Regions from separate parts of the Sus scrofa genome. Here region 1 is linked to region 2. The links are chromatin contacts, called in public HiChIP or PLAC-seq maps. All regions are on one chromosome and are shown on one strand. Each heading gives the region's core, a stretch centred on a gene start, on an enhancer-like site or on the middle of the called end of the contact. The rest is flanking DNA. Distances are from core to core; before and after follow the strand shown. Region 1 overlaps PEX11G (peroxisomal membrane protein 11C). Region 2 overlaps EVI5L (EVI5-like protein).

Region 1 (4,554 bases), core at 1,453-3,952, 300 kb after region 2:
GTGCCAGAACACCCCAGGCAGGATGGGGGAGCTGGAGTGAGGTTCCAAACCCAATGGAAGGCTGGCCAGTAGGAAAAAAGGGGGGAAGCAAGCATTGGTGGGCCTTGGGAGGATTCCTGGGAAGACGGAGGTAAAGGCAGGGAAGTGAGGGCCTTGGCTGGGGACTCAACCAGCTTTGCGGCCTGGAGGGGGCTTGGCCCTGAGGGGCGGAGCCCAGGGAAGAGGCCCCTGCTGCCTCAATTGGCCTTGCCTTGCTGGCTACAGGCCAGGTTCAGAACTCAGGGTTGGAGAGTGTGGGATTTGCAGTTCAGTGCCCTGAGGCCCATCCCTGGATGAGATGGGGCAGGTGGCAGCTCACCCTAAGTGCCTCAGTTTGCCTATTTATGGGGCTGATTTGGGGGAGGTGACCTAAGCCTTGCAGCATAGTAGCTGCTTGGAGTTGGTACCCCAGTCTGCCTGGTCAAGCTTTGCTGCAGGGCTGGGTCCCCTGCTCCCCACTCAGGGTCCTGTACCAGAGAGCTTTGCCTGGAGACCCTGCACAGGAACTAGGAAGGCTCTGATGGAGGACGTCCCACGCTGTCCTATGCGAGAGTCATCTGGGAACTTAAAAAATAATTCCTGGAGTTCCTGCTGTGGCCCAGTGGGTTAATGATCTGGCTTGTCTCTGTGGAGGCTCGGATTCCACCCTTGGCCTGGGAACTTCCATATGCCATGGCAATGGCTGAAGAAGGAAAATTAAAAAAAAAAAAGACTTCCTGGAGTTCCCATCTTGATGCAGAGGAAATGAATCCAACTAGGAATCATGAAGTTGTGGGTTTGATCCCTGGCCTTGCTCAAGGGGTTAAAGATCCAGCGTTGCTGTGAGCTGTGGTGTAGGTTGCAGATGCAGCTTTTGTCCTGCTTTGCTGTGGCTGTGGTATAGGCCGGCAGCTGTAGCTCTGATTCCATTCCTAGCCTGGGCACCTCTGTATGCTGCGGCGATGGTCCTAAAAAGTGAAAAAAAAAAAAGAGACTTCCCAATGCCAGGGTGTACCCCAGCTCTGTTGAGGAATCTGGGGCTGGGGGCTGGGTGTGGGGTTTTTCGAACTCCCCGGCGGCTCCACTGTGTGGCTGAATTGAGACCCACTGCTCCAGTGGGCAATGTCGCCCCAACTGCTGAGAAGTCAGGCCTCTCTTCTCTTGTGGTGTCAGCCCTGGGCCAGCCTGCCAGGCCTAGGCATTGCCTTGGGACTGCCTCCTGGCATGGCCTGACTGCCCCTCCAAATGGGCGGTGGGTAGGTCCAACCCCAGGCCCTCCCGCCTCTCTCCTGGCCCCGCAGGAGGAGGACGTCTTTGTCCGCTGTGTGTCTGTTCTGGGCAACCTGGCCGACCAGCTCTACTACCCCTGTGAGCACGTTGCTTGGGCTGCTGATGCCAAAATCCTCCACGTGGACTCTGCCCGGTGGTGGACACTGAGCACAACCTTCTGGGGCCTCTCCCTGCTCCTAGGGATTGCTAGGTAAGCAGTGTCGCCGCCCAGCCCTCCAGGAGCCTGGAAGGGAACCCCCGAGATCCCCCAGGGCTGTCAGACATGCTGGAGGCACATGTGTCTTTGTCTCTTCTGCTTTTTCCAATTCCTGTCACCATCCCATTGTATTTGTTCCCCTATTGCTGTTGAAACATTTCCACGGACTTAGTGGCTTTAAGCAACACACATTTGATCATCTTAACAGTTCTGGAGGTTGGAAGACCAAAATGGGTCTCACTAGGCTAAAATCAAGGTGTGGGCAGGGCTTGTGTTCCTTCTAGAGGCTCCAGAGAGAAGCACCGGGCTTTTTCAGCTTCTAGGGACTGCCTGCCTTCCTTGCTGCCTGGTCCCCTCCCCTTATCTCTGAAGCACCTCACTCCAGCCTCTGCTTCTGCTGTCACATCTCCTTCTCTGACTCTGAGCCTCCTGCCTCCTTCTTTTTTTTTTTTTTTTTTTTTGTCTTTTTGCTATTTCTTTGGGCCACTCCTGCGGCATATGGAGGTTCCCAGGCTAGGGGTCGAATCGGAGCTGTAGCCACTAGCCTACGCCAGAGCCACAGCAACGCGGGATCCGAGCCGCGTCTGCGACCTACACCACAGCTCACGGCAAAGCCGGATCGTTAACCCACTGAGCAAGGGCAGGGACCGAACCCGAAACCTCATGGTTCCTAGTCGGATTCGTTAACCACTGCGCCACGACGGGAACTCCTCCTGCCTCCTTCTTATGAGGGTCCTTGTGATGACACTGAGCCCACCCAGATAACCTCCCATCTCCAGACCTTAACAATTTGGAAAGTCTTTTTTTTTTTTTTTTTTTTTTTTTTTTTTTTGCCATGTAAGGGAATTCACATCATAATCGTGGAGATAGGATGTGGACATTAAAAAAAAAAAAAAAAAGTTCCTGCTATGGCTCAGTGGTTAATGAACCTGACTAGTATCCATGAGGACTTGGGTTCAATGACTGGCCCTGTCAGTGGGTTAAGGATCAGGCATTGCTGTGAGCTGTGGTGTAGGTCGCAAACTCGGCTCTGATCTGGTATTGCTGTGCCTGTAGTGTAGGCTGGCAGCTGCAGCTCTGATTCAGCCCCTACCCCGGGAACTTCCTTATGCTGAGGGTATGACCCTAAAAAAAAAAAAAAAAAAAAAAGTGGACATCTTTGTGGGGCCATGATTGTGCCGGTCAAACCCAGGAAATAACTCTGGAGCCTGAACGGAAGTAGCTGGTGTGGCTGCCTTTACCCCAGTCCCTAAGTTCTGCTTGCACTGTCATCAGCAAACATCCTCGGATAAAACAGCCAGGAGTCTCCAGACTGGCCCCGGCTTCCAAAAACTGTAAGGTTTCTAGAATTTAAAAAAATAATGGTTTCCTCCCATTTTCTCCTCTGCAAACTTGCTGAGTTCAGAGTCTCCTGTCCCAGAAAGCAAGGGCAAAGCAGGGCCCCTCCAGTGCCCGTGTTTCATGGCAGCAAAGGTCTCTCAGCTCCTCGAAGGGAGGTGAGGCCACCCCTGACCTCCGGGTGTGGCGGGGCAGCGCTCCTGTCTGCTGTCACTTGTCCCTTGGCATACACTGACCTCCAGTAGCCCTTGTCTCCCCCATGCCCCCAATTATTTGTTTATCGGAGATGGCCTGGAAAATGACCAAACCCCAGGGTGGAAGATTCTGATTGCCCGCAGTCCCACCCAGAGACCCCCACTCTTTATACTCTGGTGATTCTTCCCAGCCTTTGATTTTTGATGCTCCGCCGACACATTTCTTGTTTCTGCTCTCCTGTTTCACAGACGTGGCTCCTGCCTGTTGTGAGCTCCCCTCTCCATGCCTGTCTGTGGAGTGAGGCCTGTGGCTCTTGGCATCGTCCTTCTCTGTGAGGTCCAGAGCCGGGGCTGGATGCGCTGAGGCCAGACCTCCTGGGGGCCACAGCTCATGGCCTCTCCTTAGGGTGCCTTGTGACTTCCTGTTCCTGCTTCAGGGGCATTCTTGGTTCCATTAATTAATTAATTATTTTTGGCTGTGCCCGCGGCATGCAGGAGTTCTGGGGCTAGACATCAAACCTGCGCCAGAGCAGTACCCTGAGCCACGGTAGTGACAACACTGAATCCTTAACCCACTGAGCCACTGGGGAACTGCCTCTGTTAAATTTTTTTGATAGAGACTTTATTTTTTTAGAGCAGTTTTAGATTCACAGCAAAATTGAGCCGGAAGTAAAGCGGGTGTCCACATATCGCCTGTACACGCACAGCTTCCCCCACCGTCAACGTGGCACCAGATCAATTTGTTACAGGCCAGTCAATGAACTGACACTGACACTATTATCACCCCAAGTCCATAGTTAACCTTAGGGTTCACTCTTTGTGTTGCATGTTTTATGAATTTGGACAAATGAATGATGACATGATTCACCACTGCGGCATCACACAGAGTATTTTCACCACCTTCAAAAGCGTATTTTTAGGATGAATATGTCCTACCTATTATTCCATTTATTTTTCGAGCATCTAGAAAAGACAGCCTTTCTCAGTATTTGGCATGAGCAGGGGCGTGGGGGTCGGGGAGCATTTGGTGTGTGCTCGTCATGACCAGGTATCCCTAAGACCCCAGGGTGCCAGAGAGTCACCTGGGAGGCCTTTGAAATATAGGTGCCCGGCACTCAGCGGTTCTGATTCTTTGGGTCCAGGGAATCCCGGGAATCATCATTTTGCCCGAGTCCCCAGGTGGTTCTGATACAGATCCACTGTCCTATATACCCTCAGGGGACATGTCACCCAGTGGGGGGGCACACAGTGGCCAGGGAGGTGGACCCCAGTCAGGAAGTCTGACCCAGGCCAGCACACCCAGGCTGCAGGGCGCAAGGGCCAGGCACAGCAGCCGGGGTGGACAGACACCATGCGGGCCCCCCAGAAACCCCAGGGAACACTAGGGTATGCCCGTCTGGTGGCCACCACCTCAGGCTGCAGTCACCAGCTCTCACACAGAGAAGGTCATTTAGCCTCACCTTAGACAGGTTCAGCCAGTGTCAGGGGTGCACGTGTGGGAGGGGAAGCAGCTTTCTC
Region 2 (4,500 bases), core at 232-2,731:
ACAAGGGGAACTCTGAAAGTGAGATTTCTGAATTATATAGTGGGGTAGTTTCAGGGTATCCTGGTCAGAGCAGCCCACACCCAGGCAGCCTGGGAGGGCACAGGACACAAACGGATTTCAGGTTTGCAGTTAATGGGGTTATAACCCCTCCTCAAGCAAAGTTTCCCCATGGCCCCCAATTTATAGCCCAGCTCTCAGCAGGGCCTGTGGAGAGGTCCCAGGGGATTTATTCTATGCTCCTCAGAGCCCACCAGTTCAGGATGGGGCCTGCTCCTGAGGCAGGAGGCTGGCTGGCCCTCTGGCTGCTGGGTCCCCACTTGGGGCTTGGAAGGTTCAGTGCCACAGACTGGTGGTCACATCCCTCACCTTCTCCAGGGTCTCAATCCGTTGCTTCAGGAGCCGGTTCTCTGTGCGAAGCCTCTATTGGGAGGAGAGGGGAGAGCACATCAGAGTCCGCTTCCGGCTCCTGTGCACACGGGGATCTGTCCCCTCAGGGCCAGGCAGCCTCCAGGCCAGACAGCGCCAGAATCTAACATCTGGGTCAGTGATTCCAGAAAACGGTCAGGCCAATTCCTGTTCAGGCACACCATAGATCCTTAACCCACTGAGCCTGGCTGGGGATCAAACCCGTGCTGCCACAAAGACAACACCGGATCCTTAACCTGCTGTGCCACAGTGGAAACTCACACACACACACACACACACACACACACACACACACACAGGTTTTATATATATATATAAAACAGACCTCGGTTCAATAAAAATAACATGATCATTTTCATGGATATACACTGCGTGTGTACAGGGGGTGGTCCGTCAGCACTCATGCCTGCCCCCCAACCCCCCCACCCCGTTTCTATCCCACGCTTGGGCCTGTCAAGAACCAACATGATACCTCGGATGGGGCAAAGGGCTCCGTGTTTGGGGGGCAGCTGCTAGAAGGTGGTCCCTGCCCTTCACTGCTTGGCTTTGAGCCCCAGGGTCACATTCTCAGAGGATAAACTCCTCTCAGAGTTTGGGTCCGGGGAAGGGGTTGTGCTGAACACACTTGCTTCCCTCAGCTCCACGACTACATTTCCACAACCCACTGAGAGCCAGGTTGTCCCCAGCAGTTGTCGTTTCCCCCCCCCCACCAGCCATGCTGGAGTTCTGGAGATGGGCTCCCTTGCTTCCATCTTCCATCCTGCCCTGGGTGTTTTGGGTTGGATATTTGTGGTTTTAGGTTCCCCCACAGCCTTTTGGGAAGCAGGGGTTTACACATGCCTTGCATGTAGTTTCTACATATGGACCCCGTAAACAATAGGTGCAGAAATAGTTTCGATCAGCAGATTGGTGAGGGTTCTGCTTCCCTGAGGATCACACAGAACACTGCCTGGTTTCTTCCAGGGAGAAGAAGGTGCTAGAAACACCCAGGACACTCCCAGGAAGTACAGTGGTCAGAGAATCAGAGACTTGATTGATGGTCACTGACTCATGTCACGGGAGGGGAAACAGTGGGAGGCAGGCAGTATCTTGCCTGAGCCTCCCAGCTCACCAGGGTCAGAGCTGTTTCAGGCATGGGTCTCTGTCCCTCTTAGGGATCCAGAACTGGAGTCCTGACCCCTGACTCCTGGCTTGCCCTGCCCCTTTTCTGGCCTCAATGCATTGACACATGAGCTCAGCCATCCTTGGAGGAGATGGATGTGCTGACCAACAACTGGCCTCTCTCCTCTTCCTCCAAACCAGAGAATGAACAAGGACTACGAGGGTGGGGGTGGGGGGTGGGGCTATATACTAATTGCACTATTTAAAAACATGGTTTTTTTTTGTCTTTTTAGGGCCACACCCATGGCATGTGGAAGTTCCCGGGCTAGGGGTCAAATCGGAGCAGCAGCTGCCAGCCTACGCCACAGCCACAGCAATGAAGGATCTGAGCCTCATCTCTGACCTACGTCCCAGCTTACAGCAACCATGGGTCCTTAACTCACTAAGTGAGGCCAAGGATCAAACCCACATCCTCATGGATCTCAGTTGAGTTCTTAACTGAGCCACAATAGGAACTCCTCTTTTCTTTATTCTTGATGCATTGACATCCCGTGGGCTTGCTAATCCTAGAGAGACTGCCCCTCCGAGGACTAGCTAATTCCTAGGGATAGTAAGCAACTGCTTGCGAGCTTGCCTTCCACGTGCAAACCTGCCAATCCAGAACCCACACCCCCATCTACCTCCCTTATCCAGCTCTTACACACCAAGCCAATATTTCCACCCCCACCTCAATTGTCCCAGGACAACTACGGAACATTCCTATAGCCCAGAGCCCCTGAAATTATTCAAATTAGCCAATCCTCAATTTGCTCAAACTTGTCTACCCTGCCTCATCCACCTCTTCCTGTGGAAACCACAAGGGCTCTGGCCCATGCTCTCTCTTTGCTCTTTCTGCCCCCTGACACCCCCCTGGTGCTTCTCCGTGTGGCCCTGAGCCCTCCTCTTGGGAAGTGTGAGTAATAAACTCTTATTTTAGAGGCAGTTGTCTCTGTGTCCCTCACCTTATCATACCTGACTAAAACAAATCCTGGGTACATTTTAAAGCAGGTGAAAGGGAAAGGGGCAGGGTCAAGGGCAAAGGCAGCTGCCTTGCCCTTGGAGCCCTCAGGTGCCTCTGGTGAGAAATTTCCAGGCTAGGCATGTGCTCTAAGGTCTGCTGCGTCCCTGCCCACTGCTGAGCCCTCATGGTCACCATGTGACAGCAGGCCCTTGACTGTGCATGAGCAAGACACACATATGTGTTTAGACTGGTGCATCAGTAAAGCTGTCATTCCTGAGAAAGGGAGATGTTTAAACATTCAGGACACAAAAACTATTTCTCAAAAACCTGCAAACAGGGCCAGGTCACAGATACCCTCTCTTCCCACTCAGGTATGGGCAGCAGGTGACCTGGATTCAAATGTAGGTTGTGGCTCTGCCTTTCTAGAGGAGATAGGGATGATGATGGTGGTGGTGGTTAATAATAATAACAGTTTGAAGGGAGAGCAAGTATCATCCCCGTTTTGTAGAAGTGGACACTGAGGCTCAGAGGGGTGAATCCACCCTCCTAGTGGGTCAGACAGCCAGTCCGGAGAGAGCTGGGATTTGAACTCTGGTGCATGGGACTCCAGTCCCAGAACCTGTGGGACTCTGCCCTTGAAGAGGACACAACCAGGCTGTGCTGGGGTTTGTGTTTGTGTCTGTCCGCTCACCCCCACCGGGACCAGGGGACCTCAGTCTCTGCCGGGACTCTGGCACACAGCAGGTGCTCGGTAAATGCATGTTGAGTGAATAATCAAAATCACATCTGGAGGAATGAAAGCAGAGGGAACGAGATGAGGGAAGTCTGGAATCAAAGGCTTTGTACGCTCCAGAAACCCTTTATGAGAAATATACATTTGGTCTTTGTGCCTGTTTGTCCTGGCATCGATCTCCTAAAACCCTGCAAACTGCTTAGGGGAATAAAGTGCCTTTTTATTTTAGGGCCACACCTGCAGCATATGTCAGTTCCCAGGCTAGGGGTTGAATTGGAGCTGTAGCTGTTAGCCTATGCCACAGCCACAGCAATGCCAGATCTGAAACACACCTGCGACCTACGCCACAACTCACAGCAACATGGGATCCTTAACCCACTGAGCGAGGCCAGGGAATGAACCCACATCCTCATGGATACTAGTTAGGTTTGTTAACTGCTGAGCCATGACGGGAACTCCTCAAGTGTCTTTTTTTATGTCTATGAGGTGACTTTTGGAAAAGGCCCAGGTCACCTAAGGATGGGGTTGGTCCAGGGATCTAATCACTTGATGAGAGGGCAGGTGGGTGGAACGACCACCCCTCAGAGCTAAGGAAAGTGTGGGGCATGGCCTGTGTTTAGCAGGGCTTCCCTCTAGCTGAGGGGGCTGCTGAGGGCATCCCATCCCCACCCCAAGCCCAATGGTTGACTCACTTTGATCTCGATCTGCTCCTCCATCTCCTTGCTCTTCATGGCTGCATATTCCTTCTCCAGCCTGCAGGTGGGAGGGGCAACATGCTCACTGTCCCACCCTGGGGGGCCCCCTTTCTGCCAGCACCCTGGCCACCCAGTACTGACCTCTTCATCTTCTTGGGGTTGTACTTGACCTGGTAAGCCTTGAGGATCAGCTTGTCTGGGCAGCTGTCAAACTGATGGGGGATCACCCTCTGGAAGTACTGTGAGGACACGGCTGGTCACGGACACATGGGCTCTGACAGCCTGGGGCCACCCAAGCCCCTTCTGGGTCCTGCTTCCCTGGAGGGGCCTGGGTGCACCAGGAGGGACAGCCAGAGCCGACCTGCCTGGGGCTTCGCCATGGCCCAAGGGCAGGGCTTAGTCTCTTATGGGCGCTCTGTTGGGGTGTGTGGAGCAAGTGAGTGAGGGTGAGAAGCAGGAATGGTGAGAAGGAGCTGCCTGCAGCCAGGACTTCCATCTGCAGGGGAAAAGTGAGCTCTGGGAGCTCTGAGGGCAAAGGCCCAGGA

The links. HiChIP or PLAC-seq counts read pairs in DNA pulled down with a chosen protein or histone mark.
Region 1: a contact with region 2 is called in an H3K27ac HiChIP or PLAC-seq map of alveolar macrophages. The contact joins two enhancer-like sites. A contact is called at or near these places in 1 of 47 Hi-C or Micro-C datasets (embryonic fibroblasts) and 1 of 2 datasets of contacts at active chromatin or transcription factors (alveolar macrophages).

The regions. Positions count from the first base shown.
Region 1 is chr2:71,643,374-71,647,927 of Sscrofa11.1, forward strand. PEX11G (peroxisomal membrane protein 11C) reads left to right here. Exons shown (of 5, transcript XM_021083936.1): 3 at 1,320-1,498. Among named protein-coding and RNA genes, the nearest start is that of PEX11G, 6.4 kb to the left of the region's middle. Within about 2 kb of position 2,703, at least 3 of the 83 cell types and tissues checked have an H3K27ac peak or open chromatin away from gene starts, as enhancers often do. A contact at or near this core is called in alveolar macrophages, where this site is marked.
Region 2 is chr2:71,342,675-71,347,174 of Sscrofa11.1, forward strand. EVI5L (EVI5-like protein) reads right to left here. Exons shown (of 19, transcript XM_013994706.2): 9 at 4,097-4,194; 10 at 3,953-4,013; 11 at 367-420. Among named protein-coding and RNA genes, the nearest start is that of EVI5L, 21 kb to the right of the region's middle. Within about 2 kb of position 1,482, at least 2 of the 83 cell types and tissues checked have an H3K27ac peak or open chromatin away from gene starts, as enhancers often do. A contact at or near this core is called in alveolar macrophages, where this site is marked.